Linked DNA regions of Danio rerio: region 2 is linked to region 1. Evidence: chromatin contacts called from public Micro-C data. All regions are on one chromosome and are shown on one strand. The core of a region is the stretch at or near the end of the contact, and the rest is flanking DNA. Distances in the headings are between cores, read along the strand shown.

Region 1 (4,641 bases), core at 395-2,894:
TGTGTAGTCCATTTCATCTGTTTTAGTTTTTTTTCTATAAATATAATGTATTTCTGTAAATATCATATAATTTTATAATCAATATCATTATAAATACCATTACTGCTCAGGTGAAGAGCGAGAGATTGTTATACTACATTATAAATAAATATAAATAATTATACTAAAATGACGAATCTGATGGTGGCCAAAAAGTTTTGAAAGCTGCTAAAGACACTAAAAGCAATATTGTGCAATTTTACTATGTAACACTGCAGATTTAATTTGTTAATTTGTAAATAAGTTAAATACATAAGGTAAAATGAACTAGCATATTTCTAAACCAAAAATCTTTTAAAGCATTTAATTGTTTTATTAATAAATATATTTTAACAGTTGCTAATACATTACTAAAATCGAACGTTGCACATCTTGATATTAATAATTACAATAACATGAATAACAATGATTATTTATTAACATTAACAGAGATTCAAAAATACTCAAACAAATGAATTGGTTATCATCTGTTAATGTCAGTTAATACATTAAATGTTATTTTAAATGACTAAACTGTCATTTATTTCTGTCAGGGTTGAATTGTTAGCATTTGTTTAAAATATGATTCTTTGGTACTCAAGTTATTTTATTTTAAGAAGTGTATTTATTTAAAATCCATTGTAACATAATAACAGTCCTAACCTAGCTATTTAAAGTCAATGTATTTTTTTTATTAATTAATAAATTATTAACCCTGCAAAAAAAATGTAATTTTGCACTTCCCTGATTGTAGTACAACAGTAAAAGCAGCCCTCAGTAAGTTCTCATCACTGAGTAAAAGAAGCCATATAACAAACTTCTCTGATCTTAGGCTAATGGACTTTCCAGTCTGTAAATAAATTATCCTAATAGATTTATCTGTACCTCGTCACTATTTCCAAACACACACACACTTTTTCAGCAACATCCTACTCAAGTCTTCAACATAAATATTTTTGTCTGTTTGTTTCTTTGTGTGTTTTCTTTTCTGGTTTTCAGATTAAGAGCGAATCTTTCCTGGAAGATGTGAACAACATCCTCAACTCAGGCGACGTGCCCAATCTGTACACTTCAGAGGAACAGGAGCGGATCCTCACTGCTATGAAACCGGTGGTTCAGGACATGGGCCAGCAGCCCACCAAAGCCAACCTCATGGCTGCCTACGTCAATAGAGTCCGCAGCAACATCCACACTGTCCTCTGCATGAGGTTGATCTTTATATATTAAGATATATCAGTGCTACAAATTCATATAGTTACTTTTTGTCATATATTTTAAATGTATTTAAAGAACGACAGCATATAACTTTTTATCGACAAAAGATATAGATGCCAGTGGGAGGTTAGTATGAAGAAAATATAAACATACAAACTACAAGTGTGTGTTGGCCTTTTGCTGATTAAAGGGTCTTTTACACTGGTAATATATATGCACATTTCAGTGAATAAAACCATAAAATTAGGTTTACTCTTATGTCAGACAGATCTCATTTTCAGCCATGGTGGATATGTCAGACAGATCTTTTTTTCAGCTATGATTTATACATAGTATGCAATGTTACAGTTTGTAAACTCTTTTCTCTGTCTCCATCTACAGTCCGGTAGGGGAAGTGTTTCGCGCTCGCCTCAGACAGTTTCCCTCTCTTGTAAACTGCTGCACTATTGACTGGTTCAGTGCTTGGCCACAGGAGGCACTAGAGTCTGTAGCAACATCTTTTCTCAATGAGCTTCCAGAACTGGAGTCCAATCCTAAGACCATCCAGAGCCTGGTAAGGACGAGTGTGTCAAATGGATCCCAAAACTCATGATTCAGATCACAGTTTTATGACTTACAGTTGAAGTCAGAGAGTTATTAGCCCTCCTGTATATTTTTTCCCCAATTTCTAATGGAAAGAAGATTTTTTTAGCACATTTTTAAGCATAATAGTTTTAATAACACATTTTTAATAACTGATTTATTTTATCTTTGCCATGAGGACAGTAAATAATATTTTACTAGATACTTTTCAAGATACTAGTAATTCAGATTAAAGTAACACTTAAAGGCTTAATTAGGGTAATTAATTTTATTAGGTAAGTTAGGGTAATTAGGCATGTCATTGTATAACAATGTTTTTTCTCTGTAGACACAGAGAAAAAAATGATCGAAAAAATAGTGCTTAAGGGGGCTAATAATATTATTGACCTTAACATTTAAAAAAAAAAATCAAAACTGCTTTTATTGTAGGCAAACTAAAAAAACAAGACTTTGTCCAGAAAAAGAATTATAGGAAATACTGTAAAAAAATTCCTTGCTCTGTTTAACCTCATTTGGAAAATATTTGAAAAAGGACAGAAAATTCACAGGACGGCTAACAGTTTTGACTTCAGCTGTATTTGGTCAATAAAATGGAACTGAAAACTCATGATTCAGATTACATTTCGTTTCTTTGCAGATCAGATCAGATCTTTTTTTAGATCAGCAAAAAATAAGATAAATATAATTTCCTTTTCTTAATTTATAAAAAAAAAACTACAGAAACTTTGTCAACTTAGAAATCAATGTAAGTTGAATAAATAAATAAGTTACTTGAATGAATTCACATAACTTTTTAAATATATTTTCCTTAAATGAATTAATTTATTTGTATCATAAAGCACATCCTGCACTTTATTGTATCACTCATGCCTTTTCATTAAAAGCTAAACCACAAATGCAAGCACTTTTGAGGACATATTTGAAGGTATATTATGTTTCAGAAGCAAACAACTGGTATCTGGTATTGTATTTTTTGTTTTCTTATACCATTATAACATGTGTACTTTACAGAGCATTAATATGTATGGTAGGCCTACTTTATTTTTATGCTTCAGTCATTGGTTCAATGTTGCTTGAGAGGCCATGTCACAATGCCTGCATGCTGTAAACCTGTCACAGCCAGGCTAGGTTCTTCCCACTCCCATTCACAGAATTCACCCGTTCACTGTCACTCCAATCAGCAAGACCCCCGACTACTAATCACCGATGCACATGCACGCCATTCCCCTTTCATCTTGTTACCTTGTAAACACCTGCATGCTCAATCACAAGGCATTCAAGTTCATCTCCTTCTTCATCAATTAGATTAATATGCCCCTTTCACATAAACATAACATGATTTCTGTAAATTGTATCGCATTTAAAAATGTTAAAAAGTCTTTCAAAGTCTTTCACTCTGGTTGTTAAACAAAAAAATCCACAATAAAAACAGCAGGTCATGTGGATGCCAATCTGTCTGTCATTATCTAAATAGATCAATTTGTTTAACTCCTAGTGTAAATGTATACATGAGCACAAAAATGATTTCTCTCTGTACAGGCGCTGATGTGTGTTGAAATCCATCAAATGGTGTCCAGGAAGTGTGAGCAATACCTAGCGGAACTTTCCCGCCACAACTCTGTCACACCTAAGAGCTACCTGGAGCTCCTGAGCATATTCTCATCTTTGATTGGCCAGAAGAAGCAGGAGCTTCACAGCGCTCGACAGCGAATGAAAACTGGCCTGGACAAGGTAATTCTTTTGAACTTCTCTCTTGTGTTGTTGTTTTTTTTACACAATACTTCCCAGTGGGCTCCTTTATAATAATAATTATAATAATAATTCATCTCCCCACGTTCACATGGGTTTCCTCTGGGTGCTCCGGTTTCCCCCACAGTCCAAAGACATGTACAGGTACAGTTGAATTAGGTAGACTAAGTTGTCGTCGTGTATAAGCGGGAATGAGTGTTTCTAAATGTGTGTATGGATGTTTCCCAGTGATGGGTTGCAGCTGGAAGGGCATCCGCTGCATAAAACATATGCTGGATAAGTTGGTGGTTCATTCCACTGTGGCAACCCCAGATTAATAAAGGGACTAAGCTGAAAAGAAAATGAATGAATGAATGATAATAATTCATTTTATTTATTTCTGGACACTCAAGGTTGCCTAACAACAAGCATCAACGAACATACCAAAACAATTAATAAAAAATAAAACAATGCCAGACAAACAGTTAAACATGAGAGAAGTTGAAGTGCAAACACATTGAAGTATAAAATAACATGATAAAGGATAATCATAGGAAAGCCTGCTTAAAAAGATGGGTCTTAAGACGAGATTTAAAGGTGTGAAGACTTTCACTGCTCCTTAGGTCCAAGGGAAGCGAGTTCCATAGCCGAGGAGCTGTAGAGCTAAAAGATACTGTATGGCTCCCATTGTGCTTAATTGAGTTTGAGGTGGCACCAGGGAGAAAGAGTGAGAGGGTGCTCGCTGCAGAGCCATTTGAGGAGAGCTGAGCTCCAGCGAGGGGGAGCATGAGCTGTTGCTCCTCCTCCTGTAAGCTGTTTTAATTCGTACACCAACCCCACCCCTAACCCTACCCCCAGTGACATCACTCGTAGAAGAAGTGCAAAAAAGGTGGAGCTCAAGCTTAAGCTCCCCCTCGCTGGACCTCAGCTCTCCTCAAATGGCTCTGCAGCGAGCACCACTTGGAAATAGTTGGCTGATCTTAGAGTGGGAGAAAGGCAAAAATGAAATTATAAATTATGGATGTATAAAATATGGAGAAGTTCAGTGAGATATTGATTTAATTTAAAAACAACTTAAAAAAATATTTCAATCAATTT
Region 2 (5,098 bases), core at 19-2,518, 110 kb before region 1:
AGTTAATAAAAATGAGTTGTTATTATATTATATAGATACTATTATGATTAGAAATGTGTTAAAAAAATATTCTCCCTGTTAAACAGAAATTGGTTGGGGGTGCTAATAATTCAGACTTCAATGCATATATGTTCTGTATACAGAGTGTGTGTGTGTGTATAGAAAATGTTTATTTAAGAATGTTTATATCATTTGTATCATATACATGTACAGTTGAAGTCAGAATTATCTTGTTTTACATTATTTTATCTTTGCCATGATGCATACTATTCTAGATCTTTTTCAAGATACTAGTATTCAGCTTAAAGTGACAGTTAAAGGCTTAACTAGGTTATTTAGGCAAGTTAAGGTAATTAGGTGTATCTTTGTTTAAAGATTAAAAATAATATAGCTTAATGAGGCTAATAATATTGACCTTAAAATGGTTATTGAAAAAAATAAAACTGCTTTTACTCTTGTTGAAATAAAACAAATACCTTTTTAGAGAAGAAAAAAATACCATAGGATATACTGCAAAAGATGACTTGCTCTGTTAAACATCGTTTGGGGACATCTACTTCAACTGTATATATTATATATGTAAATTTAAATAGCTATGTAACAACTTTTTTGTTTAGTTGTGTGTGTGTGTGTGTGTGTGTGTGTGTGTGTGTGTGCATGCATGCGCGCGCATGTATGCGTGCATGCCAAGCCCAAGAAAATTCTTACCCCTGGGGTATGAGTCATTTTGGCCTTGAAAGTAATTTAAACACACATTATGCCAAAACAAACTTTTTTTTGGATGCAGTTAATCACTACAACTCTGCGCAGCACTAGATAAATTACATTTATTTATATTCCAATTTTTTGTGTAATAGGTTGATTATATATACAATCAAACATGGGGTTTTTCTATCTTTATATATAGTTATCAAAAATTCGTAATACTCAACAACATGGGATCTTTTCCCAGTATCGTGCAGCCATATCAGCTAGCATCATTTAAATCTCTTCTATAATTTATCTCCACAATACCCGTTTGCTATGATCCCACAGGTCTTATTCTACCTAATGGTGACATAAACTGGAACTGCCCGTGTTTGGGCGGCATGGCCAGTGGCCCTTGTGGACAGCAGTTCAAGGATGCGTTTTCATGTTTCCACTATAGCAAAGAGGAGATAAAGGGCTCCGATTGTGTGGAAAACTTCCGGGGTATGCAGGAGTGTATGCAGAAATACCCTGAGCTTTACCCTCAGGAAGACGACAACGACAGTGCCCCCTCTGGTGAAGCAAATACTGCACCCACTGACTCTCTCCCAGCATCCTCTACTGATTCCACAGCAGCAGCAGCCACAGAAAACCCAGCGACTAGCTAATGTTATCCTCACTTCACCCCCTCACAGCAAAGACAGCTCCACTTTTGACTATGAAGAGATCATATGTAACAATGCCCCAGAATCTGTGAAGCAAACAGATGCAGGAAGCTCTTAAACGTCAGGTTTTGTGATTAAAATGTGACATTAACGTGCACTTGAGAGACCTAAAAATGAGGTTCGGGATCTAAATGAGTGGCAGGTGAGTCTGCGCTTGGCTCTGTGAAACATTAGACTTCATTTGAATCATCCTGGTTTGTATCTTCTGGTTATTTGCTCCACAGATTGTTTGACTTGTGTACTGCTGCTACTACAGGCCACTTTGTGTTTGAGCAGTTTTTAGAAGAAAGGCTGAAATAACGCATCTATATACATTTCCTGTAATTATTTTGTTGTTGGAGTATGATTAAACACTTTTATGATGAAGAAATTGTTCTGTTGCTGATGTGTCTAGCATACAAGGTACGAACAGCAGGTGGCGTGAGTGAGTAAACCAGAAGCCTTATCTTTCAGCTGATGATGTATAGAAACTCACCGGCCACTTTATTAGGTACACCATACTAGTACAGAGTTGGACCCCCTTTTGCCTTCAGAACTGCCTTAATTCTTCGTGGCATAGATTCAACAAGGTAATGGAAATATTCCTCATAGATATTGGCTCATATTGACATGATAGCATCATGCAGTTGCTGCAGATTTGTCGAGAGGGTGCTCGCTGCAGAGCCATTTAAGCAGAGCTGAGCTCCAGCGAGGGGGAGCATGAGCTCTCGTTCTGCCTCCTGTAAGCTGTTTTAATGCATACACCAACCCCACCCCAAACCCTACCCCCAGTGACATCACTCGTAGAACAAGTGCAAAAAAGGTGGAGCTCAAGCTCCCCCTCGCTAGAGCTCAGCTCGCCCAAATGGCTCTGCAGCGAGCACCACTTGGATTTGTCGGCTGCACGTCCATGATGCGATCTCCCGTTCCACCACATCTCAAATGTGCCCTATTGGATTGATTTCTGGTGACTGTGGAGGCCATTTGTGTATAGTGAACTCATTTTCATGTTCAAGAAACCAGTCTGAGATTTATGACAGGGCGTGTTATCCTGGTGGAAGTAGCTATCAGAAGATGAGTTCACTGTGGTCATAAAGGTATGGACATGGTCAGCAACAGTACTCAGGTAGGCTGTGGTGTTGACACAATGCTCAATTAGTACTAATGGGTCTAAAGTGTGCCAAGAAAATATCCCCCACACCTTTACACCACCACCACCAGCCTGAACTATTGATACAAGGCAGGATGGATCCATGTTGTTGACGCCAAATCCCTACCATCCAAATGTTACAGCAAAAAATCGAGACTCATCAGACCAGGCAACGTTTTTTCAAATCTTCTATCGTCCAGTTTTGGTGAGCCTGAGTGAATTGAAGCCTCAGTTTCCTGTTTTTAGCTGACAGGAGTGGCACTTGTTGTGCGTTCAGACATGCTCTTCTGGATACCTTGGTTGTAACGAGTGGTTATTTGAGTTACTGTTGCCTTTCAGTCAGCTCAAACCAGTCTGGCTATTCTACTCTGACCTTCAGGACCATTCTCTGTAAACCCTAGAGATGGTTATCCATGAAACCCAGCAGATCAGCAGTTTTTGGAATACTCTGACCAGTCTGGCTCCAACAACCATGCCATATTCAAAGTCACTTAATCAACTTTCTTCTTCAGTCTGATGCTTGTTTTGAACTGCAGCAGATCGTCTTGACCATGTCTACGAGCCTAAATGCATTGATTTCCTGCCATGTTAGCTGATTAGAAATTTGTGTTAACGAGCAGTTGACAGGTGTACCTAATAAAGTGTATACAGCGAAAGGGGGAAAATTAAGACTTAAATTCAGTTTCGCTTGATTTATTAGGTAAAGTTTTAATATGCATCTTATTTGATAGTTCTGATAAAAAATAAGTCATTAAAAAGCTTATGATGTTTGATTGAACCAAATATTGACTAATATTGGTAAAATATTGAAATTTATTAAATGTTATTGACATATCGACTTCATAACTCTTTAATATCAAACATTTACCATTGTTTTCAAACAATTGGATACAAACATTTAAGAAAACAGGCCCATCTTTGTTATTTTATGCAAAAAACTATCTAGATGACAACATTTTGTTTTTAAATTTGGAAGAAATGTCTTTATCATTTAGAGAATAAAACAAAAATTACATGAAATCCAGAGAAACTGAATTTTAATTTAATTTATTTTTCCCCACGGTTACAAGTGATCTGCTATTCATTATAGGGAATCAATGTTATGAATAAGCTGATTTTCTGTTAAGCAAATATGTTGTTCCAGAGACTATTAGGTTATGTTTAAAAGAAATATCTAATATTTAGCTCTTGTTTCTAGATCCATTTTTAACACATCGTTAAAGTGTTAAAAATTGCCCGGATATCAAGTTTTTAGGTGTTTTACACTCATTTTGGCCCCTTTGTTCGTCAATGTCATTTATAAATCTAGTTCATTCAAAACCTTAATGTCATTTTTCTTGTTTTGATTAAACAAGAAACCTATTTCATCTCTAAAATCTTGTCTGTTTCTGTAAAATGTTTAATAACATAACATAAAAAACACTGAATCTAAATCAAACATAAGCTCTGGGAGAAAATGAATCAGTCCATACCTCATTTTGTTCTGTTGTGGCATATTGAAATGCATTTTTAAAAACACTTGACAGAATTGTAACAAAGAACCAAATAAAAAAAAAAAAACTTGAATTACTGACAAAATTCATTGTCATGTTCATCATTTGTTTGAAAGCATTTCTGATGGTAATCTAATAACTATGGAGGAAGGAATAGAAAAAGAAAGTCTTTTAAATGTCATATACAAATCCACAAGATGTTTTTGTTGTAAGAAGATGTTTTGTTTTTAAGTGCAGTACTTTATGAATCTTGTTATGATCCACAATTTAAGTTGAACCCGGGGCTCATGGTCCATATTTAGGATCCAATTGCTTGCTTTGGTACAACAGCGTGATTTCAAGTTTGTGCTACTGTACATTTTGGGTACAGTTGTGCTCATAGGCAACCCTGATGTAGTGCTTCTGTGACCTGAAAGCCCAGGATGGGGGTCCAGGGGACGACCAGACTCTGCATGGTGACCAGTAACCTTCCCGAGTCCACTTCTTCAGGACCTGCTAGCAGATAGCTTGCCCCTAATGATGGAGAAATCATAGTAATTATTGTAATAGCGTTGATAAATGTATCTTAAACTACATTTACGATTATTTCATGTCACTGTCATTTATATATGTATATATTTCTTTTTTGCATTTTTGCCCATGTGTTGATAGGACATGAAATATTATTTCCCTAATTTCTATTTAACAGAAGACTTTTTCATAACATTTCTAAAAATAATAGTTATAATAACTAATTTCTAATAACTGATGTATTTGATCTTCGTCATGATGACAGTAAATAATACTTTATTAGATGTTTTTCAAGATACTAGAATTCAGCTTAAACTGCGATTTAAAGTTTTAACTAGGTTAATTAGGTGAGTTATGGTAATACGGCAAGTCATTGTATAACAATGGTTTGTTCTATAGAAAATCGAGAAAATAAATTGCTTAAAGGAGCTAATAATATTGATCTTAAAATGTGTTTTTAAAAAATTTAAAACTGCTTTTATTCTAGCCAAAATAAAACAAATAAATCTCTAGAAGAAAAAAATATTACGGCAAATACTGTGAAAAACTTCTTG

The links. A called contact is a pair of places that touch in the nucleus more often than the background predicts.
Region 2: a Micro-C map of caudal fin shows a contact between it and region 1, with 8 times the contacts expected there. The contact joins two enhancer-like sites. A contact is called at or near these places in 2 of 18 Hi-C or Micro-C datasets (caudal fin and an unstated tissue).

What each region holds. Positions count from the first base shown.
Region 1 is chr11:36,978,219-36,982,859 of GRCz12tu, reverse strand. It overlaps dnah1 (dynein, axonemal, heavy chain 1), which reads left to right. Exons shown (of 77, transcript XM_068224387.1): 49 at 1,018-1,226; 50 at 1,615-1,786; 51 at 3,355-3,546. Among named protein-coding and RNA genes, the nearest start is that of mapkapk3, 37 kb to the right of the region's middle. Within about 2 kb of position 1,644, at least 10 of the 62 cell types and tissues checked have an H3K27ac peak or open chromatin away from gene starts, as enhancers often do.
Region 2 is chr11:37,090,376-37,095,473 of GRCz12tu, reverse strand. chchd4a (coiled-coil-helix-coiled-coil-helix domain containing 4a) reads left to right here. Exons shown (of 3, transcript NM_001003538.2): 3 at 1,036-1,778. The coding sequence ends at 1,355. si:dkey-202e22.2 reads right to left here. Exons shown (of 11, transcript XM_073916939.1): 11 at 3,909-4,547. The coding sequence ends at 4,411. Among named protein-coding and RNA genes, the nearest start is that of chchd4a, 5.1 kb to the left of the region's middle. Within about 2 kb of position 1,268, at least 14 of the 62 cell types and tissues checked have an H3K27ac peak or open chromatin away from gene starts, as enhancers often do.